Linked DNA regions of Mus musculus: regions 2 and 3 are each linked to region 1. A link is a contact called in public Hi-C and HiChIP or PLAC-seq data. All regions are on one chromosome and are shown on one strand. The core of a region is the stretch at or near the end of the contact, and the rest is flanking DNA. Distances in the headings are between cores, read along the strand shown. Region 1 overlaps Cnih3 (cornichon family AMPA receptor auxiliary protein 3). Region 2 overlaps Cnih3 (cornichon family AMPA receptor auxiliary protein 3). Region 3 has its middle 6.7 kb from the start of Gm39717.

Region 1 (4,279 bases), core at 456-2,955:
GATGGGTGGATGATAAGTAGGTGATATAAAGTAGGATAGACTTGTTAATAGACTGATTGGTAGATCAAGAGAATGATAGATAGGGCTGGAGAGTTGGGTCAGCAGTTAAGAGCACTGACTCTTCCGAAGGTCCTGAGTTCAAATCCCAGCAACCACATGGTGGCTCACAACCATTCGTAATGAGATCTGATGCCTTCTGGGGTGTCTGAAGTCAGCTACAGTGTACTTACATATAATAAATAAATAAATCTTTTTTAAAAAAAGAGAGAGATGATAGATAATATATACATAAAATAGTCAAGACCCCCCCCAATAATTTCCTCAGGACTGTGTGATATTTAAAATATGGGGATTAGCTTAATATTAATTATATAATTCTCTGTGTCTGTGCATGTGCATGTGTGTATGCATGCACGTGTGTGCGTGCATTTGTGGGTGTGTGTCTAGACTAGAGATCCATGTTGAGTGTCCTTTACCACTCTCCACCCTGTTCTGAGACAGGGTCTCTCACGGAAGCTGGGGCTCACCAGCAAGACTGGTAGACTGGCTTCCCAGTGATCTTTAAGCTCCATCCGTGTCTTCTTCCCATCGCTGAGATTACAGATGTGGACTTTTGCATGGATTCTGAGGATCTGAGCTCAGTTCCTAATGTTTATATGGCAAGCTCTGTACCCACAGAGCCATCTCTCCAGCCCCTCTTGCTACTTTGATTTCTGTTTTCGTTTTTGTTTGGTTAGTTGGTTTTGGTTTTGAGAGAGGCTTGTGCTCTGTAGTTCAGTCTAGCCTTGAACTTATCATACTCCTGAGTTCTGGAATTACCACTAGGTACTTCTTATTTAATTAACACATTACTCTTTATCCCATCTGAAAACAAGCTAAGTCACCAAGTCCAGTTGTGACTTCTTGGCACACACAACTGAAAGGACCAAGGCCACAGCATCCATATTCTTTTTTTTTTTTTTTTGAAAAGTTAAAAATTCCTTAATTTTTTATTCCTGGTACCACTACACAATTTACAGGGCAATATACCTGATGTAATGAAAAGAAAAAGAAAAAGAAAAAGCTACAACAGATAAAACCTCAGGGATATGCATCTGATTGACACTACATTGCATTAATCAATAGCTGTACTTTTTGCAAACCGTGGTTATGACAGTCCTGAACAAGAAGGGTTTCCTGTTTAAGCTGCAGTAACTTTTCTGACTATGGATCATCGTTCCTTCTGTGGCAGAGTTTTACAGTTCCTCTAATGCATTTGGGACGACTGTCTCAAAGTAACCTGCAGCTTTCCTGACAACGCCTCGCTCTCTCTCCTGCTAAGAACTGTAGCCGTTTCTGTTTTATTTTAAAACCTTCTGCTACCATGTCCACCACGTCCACCTCCAGATCCATAGCCACCACCATAGGGACTGCCTGAGCTTCTTCCACCAAAACTGCCCCCCTTCATGGGTCCATAATTTGATTGTTGCTGTCCACCGTATTCTTGCCGTACGTTGCTATAAAGTGCTTACAGAACACACGTCTAGTACACGGAGGACTAAGAGCTCCATCTGCATTTGCTTCCCACAGCTATGGCCTCAGCCATGTCACCTTGCCACTGAGGTTAAAGGACTCTCAGTTCCAAATGGTTCTAGGAGTCTAGATTCAGAACATCGGACAAGAAACTCCCTCACCCCTACTCATGCCCACCACGGACAGCACTGTCAGCCAGGACGAAGAGCAAGCACTGCCAGCAGCAGGGCGGTCACACTGCTCCTGGCCCAAGCCCTCTCATTGCCCTGAGGTTTGGAGGGCTACCCAGCTGGTTGTATTTTTCCTCTTGCACAAATGTGGTGATTAGTGTGTTAATAGAAGAAGGGCATTTTTAAACGAGGGAGTGGATCAGTCAGCAGCTAAGCTTTTCACACGGCTTTGGTGGGGCACACATGTGTGTGAACAGCCAGCAGGGCTATCCCATGGCATCTGGATCAACACAGATCCTAGACCCTGCATTCACCATCTTCCTCGCAGAACTTACTTCTAATTGGCATGCTACAGCCACAGCCATTTCCCTTGTGGCTTTTACTTCCTCTGACCCCTGTGTAACCATCCCAGAATGGTGAGCAGAACTGCTTTTATCAGAAGAGCCAGGCAGCCCACAGCTCTGAGGCACAGTATCGCAGCTTCCCTTAAGAGGCAAACCATCGCTGGGCAGTGGTGGTGCACGCCTTTAATCCTAGCACTTGGGAGGCAGAAGCAGGCGGATTTCTGAGTTTGAGGCCAGCCTGGTCTACAGAGTGAGTGTCAGGACAGCCAGGGCTACACAGAGAAACCCTGTCTCAAAAAAAGAAAGAAAGAAAGAGAGAGAGAGAGAGAGAGAGAGAGAGAGAGAGAGAGAGAGAGAGAAAGAAAGAAAGAAAGAAAGAAAGAAAGAAAGAAGGAAGAAAAAGAGGCAAACCATGCCACCTCCCATTCACAGAGCCAAACCATGTACTATGGTAAAAGTTGCCAGTTCTGCAATCCTACAAACCAGGAGGCTGGTAGAGATGTGAGGGTCATATGGAGTGACACAGACAGGGCTGAAGGGGTCCTGCCTGGCTGGCTGGGTGTAGCAGGGGACTTCTGAGCACAGGTTCATGGGGTCATGGTGGGTCAGCAGCATTGTAAAAGGAAGAATCATTCAGTGTGTGCAGAGGAGTGTGGAGGACATCAACCTCAGGGGCCATTGCCCAGGCACCATCCAAAGCTTTTGAAACAGGGTCTCTCCCTAGCCTGGGGCTCACCAACTAGGCTAGGCTGGCTGGTGAACACGCTCGAGGGATCTGCTTGCCTCTGCCTCTGCTGCTCTGGGGTTGCAAGCATTTGCCACCATACCTAGCTTCTTTATGTATGATGTGGGGATCGGACTCAGTTCCTTATGTTAAGCCGGTCTCCCTAAGCTTGGGGACTCTTTTTTTCTTACTCTTGATTCGCACTTACAGCTGTTCCTTCTGTCTAGGTAGCTTGGTGCTTTGCTCAGGTACCGTTGTGGAGCTGCAGGGGTGGGGAACGATGCCCATGCCTGATATAAAAGCACGCTGCTGCCTCCAGGGCCTCAGAAGTGCTGGTGATGAGAAGGCAGGCCCTTTGCTAAAGGCTGGTGGACAGTCATCACCTGGGGGTGGAACACATTCAGAGCTGTCAGCCCAGTGACTCAGTCCTGCTAGCCAGACCACAGACGGCCTCATCAAGCTGAAAATGGAGCTAAAGGTCTTTGCCCCCAGCTCACAGGAAGGCAAGACATTCAAGGATCTGTGACAACAAGATAGCAGCTCTGGTTTTAGAGAGATGCTTGGTTTTCTTGAGTAAGTTGAGAAGCTAAAAGACAAGAGCTAGTGACCAGGCAGTGAATGTTGGCATTTCTGGTCACCCACACTTGCAAGCATTTTCCTATGGTCTGAACTCTGCGGAATTCTCTCTGTTCCCTCTTCCTTAGCACCATCCTAGAGGGACAGTGTTCCGGGTCCTTCGACTGTGCCTGAAACGCTGTCATACTTAGCCAAAACTAACCATGTATATGATCTGAGGGAGAGAGAGACAGAGTTGGAGAGATGGAGAGACAGAGGGGGGGGGAGGGAGAGAAGGAGGGAAGGGAGGAAGAGAGAGAGAGAGAGAGGCAAAGGCTGGTCATTCCTCACTGTAAAGCTGGCTCTCTAGATTGTTTCCCTCCATTCAATGAGTACCAGTTCCTTTCCAGAAATCCCTCTTTAGACTGATTTCCAAGAACCTTAATGATATACCCCTTCACAGAACTGTAAGAGGGACCAGAAAAACTGAGTAAGAAAACAGAAAAGATGATGACAGCAAGAGGTAGAAGGACAGGACCCAGAACTGGAGGGGGGGGGGTCTCTGGTCTCCTCCTCCAGACCCTGTAACCTAACACACAAGGAGATGCAGACTCGGGGGGTGTGGGGGCTGCCTGAGGTTGGGGGGTGGGGTTGTTGAGAGCACACAGCCTGTCAGCTGCTGGCCCCTTTCTAGGCCACGACTTTATGTCTAAAACTGCCAACCAATGAGAGAAAAGCGTGTCAGGACCAAACACCAGACTTTTCTCCAGTCAGCACATATGTGCTGCTGGCCTCTGCTCAATTCCCAATTGGTTTCCAGAACCTCCAAGAAAAAGTAGTCTGGGATCAGTCTCAGCCCAGCAGTGATGGAGTGGCTTCAAGCAATAGCACATCCATTCAAGCCCTGTCCTGTCTTCAAAGAATGTCAAAGAATGACCCCATACTCTCTGGGAGACCATCTCACCCCACCCACC
Region 2 (4,205 bases), core at 633-3,132, 74 kb before region 1:
ACTTTGACCATCGTGATTGCTCTGATCCAACAAACTGTGTCTTTCAGGGGCCATTCTAAAGGAATCACGGCTATCCTCCCCAGCAACCCTCAGCCCATACCTGATTCCTTTTTATAAATTTACATTAAAAAATACTTAAGTTTTAAGTCACTGACTGTAGACCAAAAAGAAAAAAAAACCAACATTTGTGTGTATGTATGTGTGTGTGTGTACACACGTGAACATGTATGTAAATGCATGTGTGCCTGCATACATGTTTGAAGGTCAGAAGACAATTTGTGGGAAACAATTCTCTCCTTCTACTATGTGGGTCCCAAGGCTAGAACTCTGGCTATCAAACTTAAGAGCACTGAGCTATCTCACCTACCCTACATAGCAAGCTTTCTGACCTGCTCATAGAGGCCACCCCCACAGCCTACATGTGACCAAATGTACTGTTCTGACCAACCACATACGTCTGTAGCATGGCTAGATTGCCCGTGAGATAGAGTCTGTAGTCATAGCCCTAGACTTCCATGGGTGGGAGCAACTGCTTCAGACCAACTCGCTTTGGTATAGAACATGACACTAGCTTTCTTTCACTGTAAGCAAATGAGCTAGCTACCTGACCAGTAGGCCCCTGCAGAAGATAAGGACATATTCACAGATTTTAAATAAATACATATACAGGCATACATGTGAGAGATGCATTTTGTAACTAGGGGTTGTGTTTGTTCTCGGCATCTGGTGAAGGACAAGCTGCCTTAACCTTAAGTTAACTCAGGCTCAGCATGGACTCAGAGCACAAGAGGCAACCCTCCGGGGTCATGACTTCAGTGGATAAACCAGGCACTGCACCTATGAATCTCAACCATGTAGTAAGAGAGGCCATGTGCTGTCATTCCTCCTTTGAGAACCTCAAAGCTGTGCTTGCCGGCTTCATCTGTACCCTGGCTACCTACCATGCCTAGAGCAAGCCCACGTTCTCAGAGCTAGCACGCCAGCCCTACTCCACCATGCACATCCAAGCACTTATGCCAAGTACTTAACATGCTCAGAGACAGCGACGACAGGCCTGAATCATCTAGTACAGCTCCATCCCCGTCTCCAGTGCCAACGCCAAACCTCTGAATGATGACAGTTCAGAATTCATGCCCTCTATCCATCACACTGCTCCTTGTTCTCTGGGACTTGGTGGATAATGGAAGCTGTGACTGACAGGGAGGATCTATTACCATCCCCTGTGTGAAGGAAAACACTTAACAGAGGCCAGCTCGACTTTTAGGGATGAGGGGGAAACCCTCCTGCTGTTCTGTGTGGGTCTTCCCACTGCCTCTCAGTATCTAAAATCCTGAGCAGACTTGTTCCTAACCCCAGGAGACTTCAAGTGGCTGCAATGCCCCTGTGCCCCTCCTCTTGCTCCAGGCATCCCATGTTACTCACAGTGATGTGGACAATGTAGGGACCTTATTCCTCTCAGACCAAATGGAGCTTAGCCAGGCTACCCGCGCTGGCCCGTACCATGCCTCACCCTAGACCATCTGTGCCTTTCCACTACTTGGCCTTTGCAACATAAGACATCCCCGATCCCAGCAGCTGGGAGGGGCCCCAGGGGCCATGAGTGGAAACTATATGAGAAGCCTGGAACACTTAACAGCCAATAAGAAATGCCCCCAAAGTCCTATTTTGTTTCCTCTGACATCACAAAGAACAGTTATAACAACGGGTATACTTCATCATCCTGACACCACCAGTGAGGACAGAGGGCTCTCTCCCACCCCTACCCCCCCACCCCGGCAGCCTTCGATGGGCAGAGTGAGAGCAAGTCATAAACGTTTGTTGTTCTGAGCGACTGAGAGTCACATGTTCCTTCTTGCTATGACACACTTTGGCCCATCTTGTCTGATGTAGTCAGAGCCTCGGAATGAGAAATCAATGAGAAAAGCAAGGCTGTGTTCTTCTCCCCTCTCTATCCTCCTGAGCATCCTTCCGGACCTTGGTTTAATAAGCCACCGAGGCTAGTGTGACATGCTCCTGATGCTGAGTACCAGGTGGAAGGCCACCAAGCATGCATCAGGCTTATTCTGGTGGGTAGTCAGCTGGGTTGCTCCCAGCTCAGACCGAATAAGTGCTATAGAAATATGCCCCACGCTTGAACCTACCAGAGGAAGTATAGAAAGGTAGATTGAAACTCTGAGCATGCCCATGGCTAGTTCCATCCCTTATCACCGGCAGACACTGTTTCCTCTGGCCGAGCTGTTGAATGGTACCGATACCCGTGATTCACTGAATGAGTTATAAATAGACACCACTTCATGTAGACCACAGTCTGAGACCCCATATCCTGCTTTCTGTAGTTATAAATAGTAAGAATGATCTCACTATAGACATTGTGGGGTTCTGAAAAGGTGACAGTTAAAGTCAGGCTAGCCTACACATACATGCCTGTGATCCTGGGCTAAGGGGACAGGCTACATGGTGAGAACTGGTCCCAAAAAAAACAAAACCTAACAAGCAATGCCTGCCAACTTGAGAATAGCCGAAGGGTTTGTCATGAAGCCAGAACCACTGTTAAGGAAGAATAAATCTAAATATGCATGGAAAAGTTGGCATGCCATGAGACTAGCAAAATCAGAGGGGGTGAGGAGACTGCTCGGTGATTATAGCACTTGCTGCACACACACACACACACACACACACACACACACACACAAGGACTAGAGCTTGGATCCCCAGAAACCCACATAAATATCAGGTAAGCATGGTTGTCCCACCTGTAATTGGGAGGAGACAGGATCTTCAGAGCAAGCTAGCCTACAAGACCAGCTATAAAGGGCAAGCTCTAGATTTGATTGAAAGACCCTGCTTCGTGGCTGACTAAGAAGAGTGACCAAGGGAAGATCTCTGCCATCAACCTCTGCTCTCTACATACCCATACATACACATGGGCATGTGTGCACACACATTTGCTCATACACGTGTATATACACATACATATATACACTTACACCTCTATCATGCACACATTAAACACACCCACACTACACACACACACAAAGATAGAAAAAGAAAACCAACAACAATAAAACAAAGAACTCACTATTTTGTGTAGCCCTTTCACAAGCCACCAAATGGGCCACTTATTTAAGAGTGTATAGGGCAGGCCTGATGCCAGGTAGGACTGGGGTACCTGCCAAGCTCATTACACTTCTGACTTACTGCCCAGATTCTAGTAGTCAGTTTCTGTTTGCTGGCAAATATTCCCATCTGGATATTCCTGAGTCCTCACTCCACTCCCACCCCTCCTCCCAGTCCCTGCAGACCTCTCCCGAGCCTCTAGTTTGTCCTAAGAGCACCTCTGCTTCCTCTCTCTCATCAGCCAGCCTGGAAACAAGACAAATCTGACATGGTCACTTCTACAGGGCACTTTGATCTACTCTTGTTTTCCATTTCTACTGCCCCCTACAGGCCAGCACCCCTGTGCTGCCCCCAAAGCTAGTGTAAGAACTGTCTAGCATAGCTCTGTCCCAGAAGACAGGCTCCTGTCCAGCAGAGACATGTCTCCTTTCTCTGGCATCCACCATGCATTCACCCACATCCTTGCTTTCCCAGGAATTTTTAAAATTAAATTTATTTTTTGTCCATCAAAATATGTAAATTCTTATTGGTAACTAAAGAACGCATTAAGGACTTGGTTTTAGCCATCTCGAGCAACTAAAACATATTGTATAAAAATCAATACCAAAAGAGAGTAGAATTATAGTCTAGAATTTAAGACTCTTTTTAAATCAGTTTTGTTTTTCCTTGATTAAATTCGCTCTTAGATAATAATATACATGCCCATGGTGCTAGATTCTGGGAGAGAAGGAACCGTTGTCTCCTTTTAAGCGAGATTTAACTTTATTTTTATTCATGGTCTAAATATTTTCTCCCTGTCACTTCGGCTTCTCACTTGTCTGTGTGACCAACCGTTGGCTGCCAGGACACAGGTCTTGGGAGAATAATGCCACATGACAGTTTGGGGTTTCTCTTCAGTGTGCTGGTACAGAGGGCAGGGTAGATAGGAGGAGAGACTTTTCATAGCCTCACAGGAAGAGGAAGTAGAGAGTAGATGTCTATATCCCATACCAGAAGTGTGGAAGTAATATGTTTGGCATGAGGGGGACCCCTAAAGCTAGGGAACGGGGCAGATAGTGAGAGGTAGGCAACCCATATGAGTCCCATGA
Region 3 (4,203 bases), core at 1,269-3,768, 73 kb after region 1:
TTGCTTGCTGCTCTGTGGTCCCTACCCTTCGGGGATCTGAGAGCTGTTTCTTCTTTGCAAGCATCACATACTTTATTGCTGACACAGCCCAGTGTCCAGCCAATCCTGGATGTTCGTCGTCTTACGCTGCCCCTTTAAGGCCCATTTTCCTCTCTCCTCTCAACTCACTTTTGCTCAATTATTCCAGGACAGATACTCCTCCTTTCTATCCCCGTTCTCTTCCACTACAAACCAAAGCCAAAATGACCTTAATTATGAATGGTAAGTATTAAGTATTATATTCAATGACTCGTCCATATTAGGAAAAGGATACCGTATATTTGGAAATGTGATTGGAATATAAATATAATTGGAATATACTGGTCATTAAAGATTAAAAAAAACAGGAGCATATAATAACATATTAGCAAGCCTTGGGAAAGGCCCAAATTTTCCCTTTAGAATTTCCACCACAGTACCCATGTGTGTTTCAGCCTTTAATTAAATCTACTTTTCCACAGACACCATCATTCAGTAAAATTGAAAAACCTTTGTTAATAAATATCAACAACAGGACATTAAATTATTTCTATAAATACAAATATAACGATGAAAATGTTCTCTTACTATATTTTCTCACAAAAATGCAATATGCTATCAATATTTTAAGTGTAAATGGCTTTAGTGGGCTAGCTCAGGAACCTGGCTACATGACATTTTAAAAATATATTAATTTATTTATTTGCTTGCTTGCTTGCTCGTTTGCTTATTTATTGAGGTAAGGGTACGCATGGAGATCTGTGGGGGGTGTAGAAGTCAATGTGTGAAGGAAACGTGAGATGGAGAGCCAGGCACCACAGACTTCTGTGACTCCTCAAAGAGTCTATATGGCATTAGGTCTAAGATGGCTCCCAGAACACTGGTGAAACAGCAAAAAAGGACTTGAGGCCAGGGTGGTGGCTGCCTCCCCTGACTTCACAACCCCCCGCCCCCCACTTCTTCTGAGTAACCTCATTAGGCAGGGCTTGCGTTGGAGGATGGCAAAGATGTGGCAAAATACAAGGGTTTAAGAGATGAGGATTGGCTCAAACACTGTAGGTAGGCTTATGGGCTGCGCAAAAAATTCAGATCGGCGCCCTGATGCTGGTCTCCGGAGTAGGGTTTCCTGGGATTCATCCCAGGACTCTGTTGCCTCCCCCCCCCCCCCCGCCCCCAGTCCTGTTCCCACAGAGATCGGACGACAACTCGCAGGAATTGGTTCTCTCTTTCTATCCGATGGCCCCAGGGCTGGACCTCAGATCATCAGACTTGGCTTTTTTTTTTAGCTCAATGACATGTTAATGAAAAACTACATTCTATCTTCAAACAGACTTTAAAGCTGATTTCTGGCAATCTAGTTTTTGAAACTCGAACACCGTTTAACTTAATGTGAAGGCTATTCTTGGTTGTCAACTTGACTATATCTGGAACTAAAATCCAAAAAAAAAGGAGGGCACACCTGTGAGGGATTTTAGCTTAATGGAATCTTTGAGGTAGGAAGACACATCTCTAATCCAGATCCTCTGAAATGGGGGGGAAAAAGGCAGGCTTTAATCTGGATCTAGAGGCAGAGAGACAAGCCTTTAATCTGAACCACACCTCCTGCTGGGAGCCTATTTTAAGAAGAAGAAAATTTTGCTCTGTGCCTGCTTGCCCTTGCCTTGCTAGCAAGTCCAGTCTTTCGCTGGCGTTAGAGCCTACCTCTTTGGGATTCCGGTGCATACTAAAGCCTAGCTGAGACATCCAGCTGGGTGGACTGAACAACTGTTGGATTCTTAGACTTCCCATTCATAACCAGCCATACGTGGATTAGCTAGACCACAGCCTGCCATTCTAATAAATCCCCTTTCTATATATAGAGACTCATTGTATAAGTTCCATTACTCTGGAGGACTCTTCTAATACAGTGAATGAAGGATCCCAGCGAGGAACTTGAGACTATTTCATTATTTTGAGCTCAGAGATAGAGAGTGGGAACGTGCAAGTTCTATATGTATGAACTTCCTGTTGTCAATATTCCATTGGTTTTGGTGAGCAGCCAGTTCTTTGTTTTTCTTAAGCAATCGTTATGAATTCTGCTAGCTCTCACAGTAGAAAAACAAAAACAAACACAAACAAACAAACAAACAAACAAACAAACAAACTTGAGCTGTGGGTACAAGTTTTACCACATGAGTTTTCTAAATATATATATTTATTAGTGCTCCTTCACTCCCCTCCAAGCTGGGTGCTTCGGTCAGGGTGTGCCCACCCCCTCCCGGTGTCTTAGCTTAGCACGGCTGTGTCAGGCTTACTGTCCACATGGCCACTTAGCTTAGCACGGCTGTGTCCACACGGCCACTTAGATACAGCTGCATTTATTTACATTTTTTACATGAATGAAACTCTTAGCTTGTTGACACTTTGGAGAAGCTAAAAATGTCCCTTTTAAACTCCTGCTCACAACTGCATCCGCATGGGTGGCAGCTGAATTAGCCCCACTTTGTAGCAGAGTTGATTTTCAAGGGAGATGTTTGCAGGGAAATGAAGGGCTCGGAACGCTTTATTACTGGGTGACACAGTAGGAGCTATTTTGGTTATGTTTCAAGTTTCCAAGAGAAAATTTCAACTCGAGATCATGAAACAAAATCACAGGCACAAAAGGGAAGGAGAGACGGTGTATTTCTGGTCAGACTTCCCGCAGACTGCATCCCCAGCCTCGGCATCACCTTGGTTTGAACTTGTGGCTGTGGAAAAGATCAGACGATCTAGAACTCTTGCCACAGACTTCACAGCCAAGCTCCAATTACCCACACTGTGTGACATGGATAGTATCCGCTCATTTGCGGGCATCCATCAAGAGGCTACTACGAATGGAACCCTGTGTGGTGGAGGCTGCTGGGTCACAGGGGTGGACGGAATCCAGCGGTTGCCCTTATGGAACTCACAGTCTGGAAGGCAATTGACTGGAGTTCTGAGCAGAAGGAGAAGAAACACTGCAGTAGAGAAGCTACAGGAAGGGGTGGGCTGGACTGCCGGTGGATTATACAGGGCATCGGCAAAACCACAGAAGTCGAAATGGCATGGTCAGGGGAGGATGTGGTGAGTGTGGGAACAGAGACAGGCACTGTGCATGAGAAAGGTGAAAGGTGTTCAGGGCCAAGTCCTAGAGAGCCTTCAGGCCAAGGCCAGGAAGAGAACCAGAAACTGTGGGCAGAAGTTTTGAGAAGTCGAAGCCCTCTGGCCATTATCAGACGGTCATGAGACAGCGAAAAGAATGTGTTGGGGATCTTGTACGGCAACAAGTTGTGGAGATAATCCTGGAGAGCTAACAGGAGCAGCAGCAACATCAACACAGTGCGTAGGCAAGCTCAAAGGCATGGATGGAGGACTCAGTCAGCAGAGAAAGGAGCCAGCTATGTGGCCTCTGGTTCCCTCTGTCCCTTTCTGCAAGTGAAAGGTCACCTGTCCCCACAGAAGGCTCAGCTCCTGTAGAATGAGATCTTCTGAACAAAACAGCCACCGTCTTCAGCAAATCAGCTGTGCCTGCTTGCAAGAGACTATCTCACGAGGCCTGCTGCTTGTTGCTATAGAGGAGGAACGGGTGCGGAGCTTCACTGCACCCTCATCTAGGATTCCTGTGACCACCCAGACGTTTGTGTGCAATTTTGCCCTAATTGCCTGTGGCTTCTAGAGGTGCTAGAGTACACACACACTAGGGAAGATTAACTAGAGGAAAGTGGGAGACAGGCGTGTCCATCCATGCAGCTCTGAGAAGCCATCTTCCCACTCTGAGTGAGACTTCCTAGTGCCCCTGCTTTGGCAGGGGGTGTGGGGGTCCCCCACACTCCTTATAACCCATCAGCTGAAGTCACTGGTTCACTAAGTAAAGCTTTGATGGAATCATACCTAGGGGCCTATGAGGAGGGGATAAATGTTTATTTACACTCTGCAGAGAAGGAATTCTGGCAACAGCTGCCAACTCCCGCAGCTATCACAGACTCTTCAAGGTCTGGAAACTGCTGGTCGCCTGTTCACCCTACAGAGTTAGCTGTAACGACTTGGTTGGCAATAGCCATCCATCTCCACTCCTTATAGTTCCCTTACCCCTGTCCACAACCTAGTGGTGTCTCTGGTGGCCGGTGTCTGAAATCACGGTGTCACAAGGAGTCCTCCAGACCCTGTAAGAACACACTTTTGTTGCTA

What was found. HiChIP or PLAC-seq counts read pairs in DNA pulled down with a chosen protein or histone mark. A called contact is a pair of places that touch in the nucleus more often than the background predicts.
Region 2: a CTCF HiChIP or PLAC-seq map of CD8 T cells shows a contact between it and region 1, with 5 read pairs. The contact joins two enhancer-like sites. A contact is called at or near these places in 1 of 15 datasets of contacts at CTCF or cohesin (CD8 T cells), 5 of 484 Hi-C or Micro-C datasets (B cells, brown adipocytes, cerebral cortex and 1 more) and 1 of 9 other capture datasets (liver).
Region 3: a Hi-C map of the MNK3 cell line shows a contact between it and region 1, with 4 times the contacts expected there. The contact joins two enhancer-like sites. A contact is called at or near these places in 17 of 484 Hi-C or Micro-C datasets (the AML12 cell line, the CH12 cell line, ECoMG myeloid progenitors and 10 more).

The regions. Positions count from the first base shown.
Region 1 is chr1:181,370,332-181,374,610 of GRCm38.p6, reverse strand. The region is part of intron 1 of Cnih3 (cornichon family AMPA receptor auxiliary protein 3); the gene reads right to left. Among named protein-coding and RNA genes, the nearest start is that of Cnih3, 20 kb to the right of the region's middle. Within about 2 kb of position 1,705, at least 41 of the 459 cell types and tissues checked have an H3K27ac peak or open chromatin away from gene starts, as enhancers often do. A contact at or near this core is called in CD8 T cells and the MNK3 cell line, where this site is marked.
Region 2 is chr1:181,445,063-181,449,267 of GRCm38.p6, reverse strand. The region is part of intron 3 of Cnih3 (cornichon family AMPA receptor auxiliary protein 3); the gene reads right to left. Among named protein-coding and RNA genes, the nearest start is that of Ccdc121, 64 kb to the left of the region's middle. Within about 2 kb of position 1,882, at least 63 of the 459 cell types and tissues checked have an H3K27ac peak or open chromatin away from gene starts, as enhancers often do. A contact at or near this core is called in CD8 T cells, where this site is marked.
Region 3 is chr1:181,298,171-181,302,373 of GRCm38.p6, reverse strand. No RefSeq gene overlaps it. Among named protein-coding and RNA genes, the nearest start is that of Gm39717, 6.7 kb to the right of the region's middle. Within about 2 kb of position 2,518, at least 19 of the 459 cell types and tissues checked have an H3K27ac peak or open chromatin away from gene starts, as enhancers often do. A contact at or near this core is called in the MNK3 cell line, where this site is marked.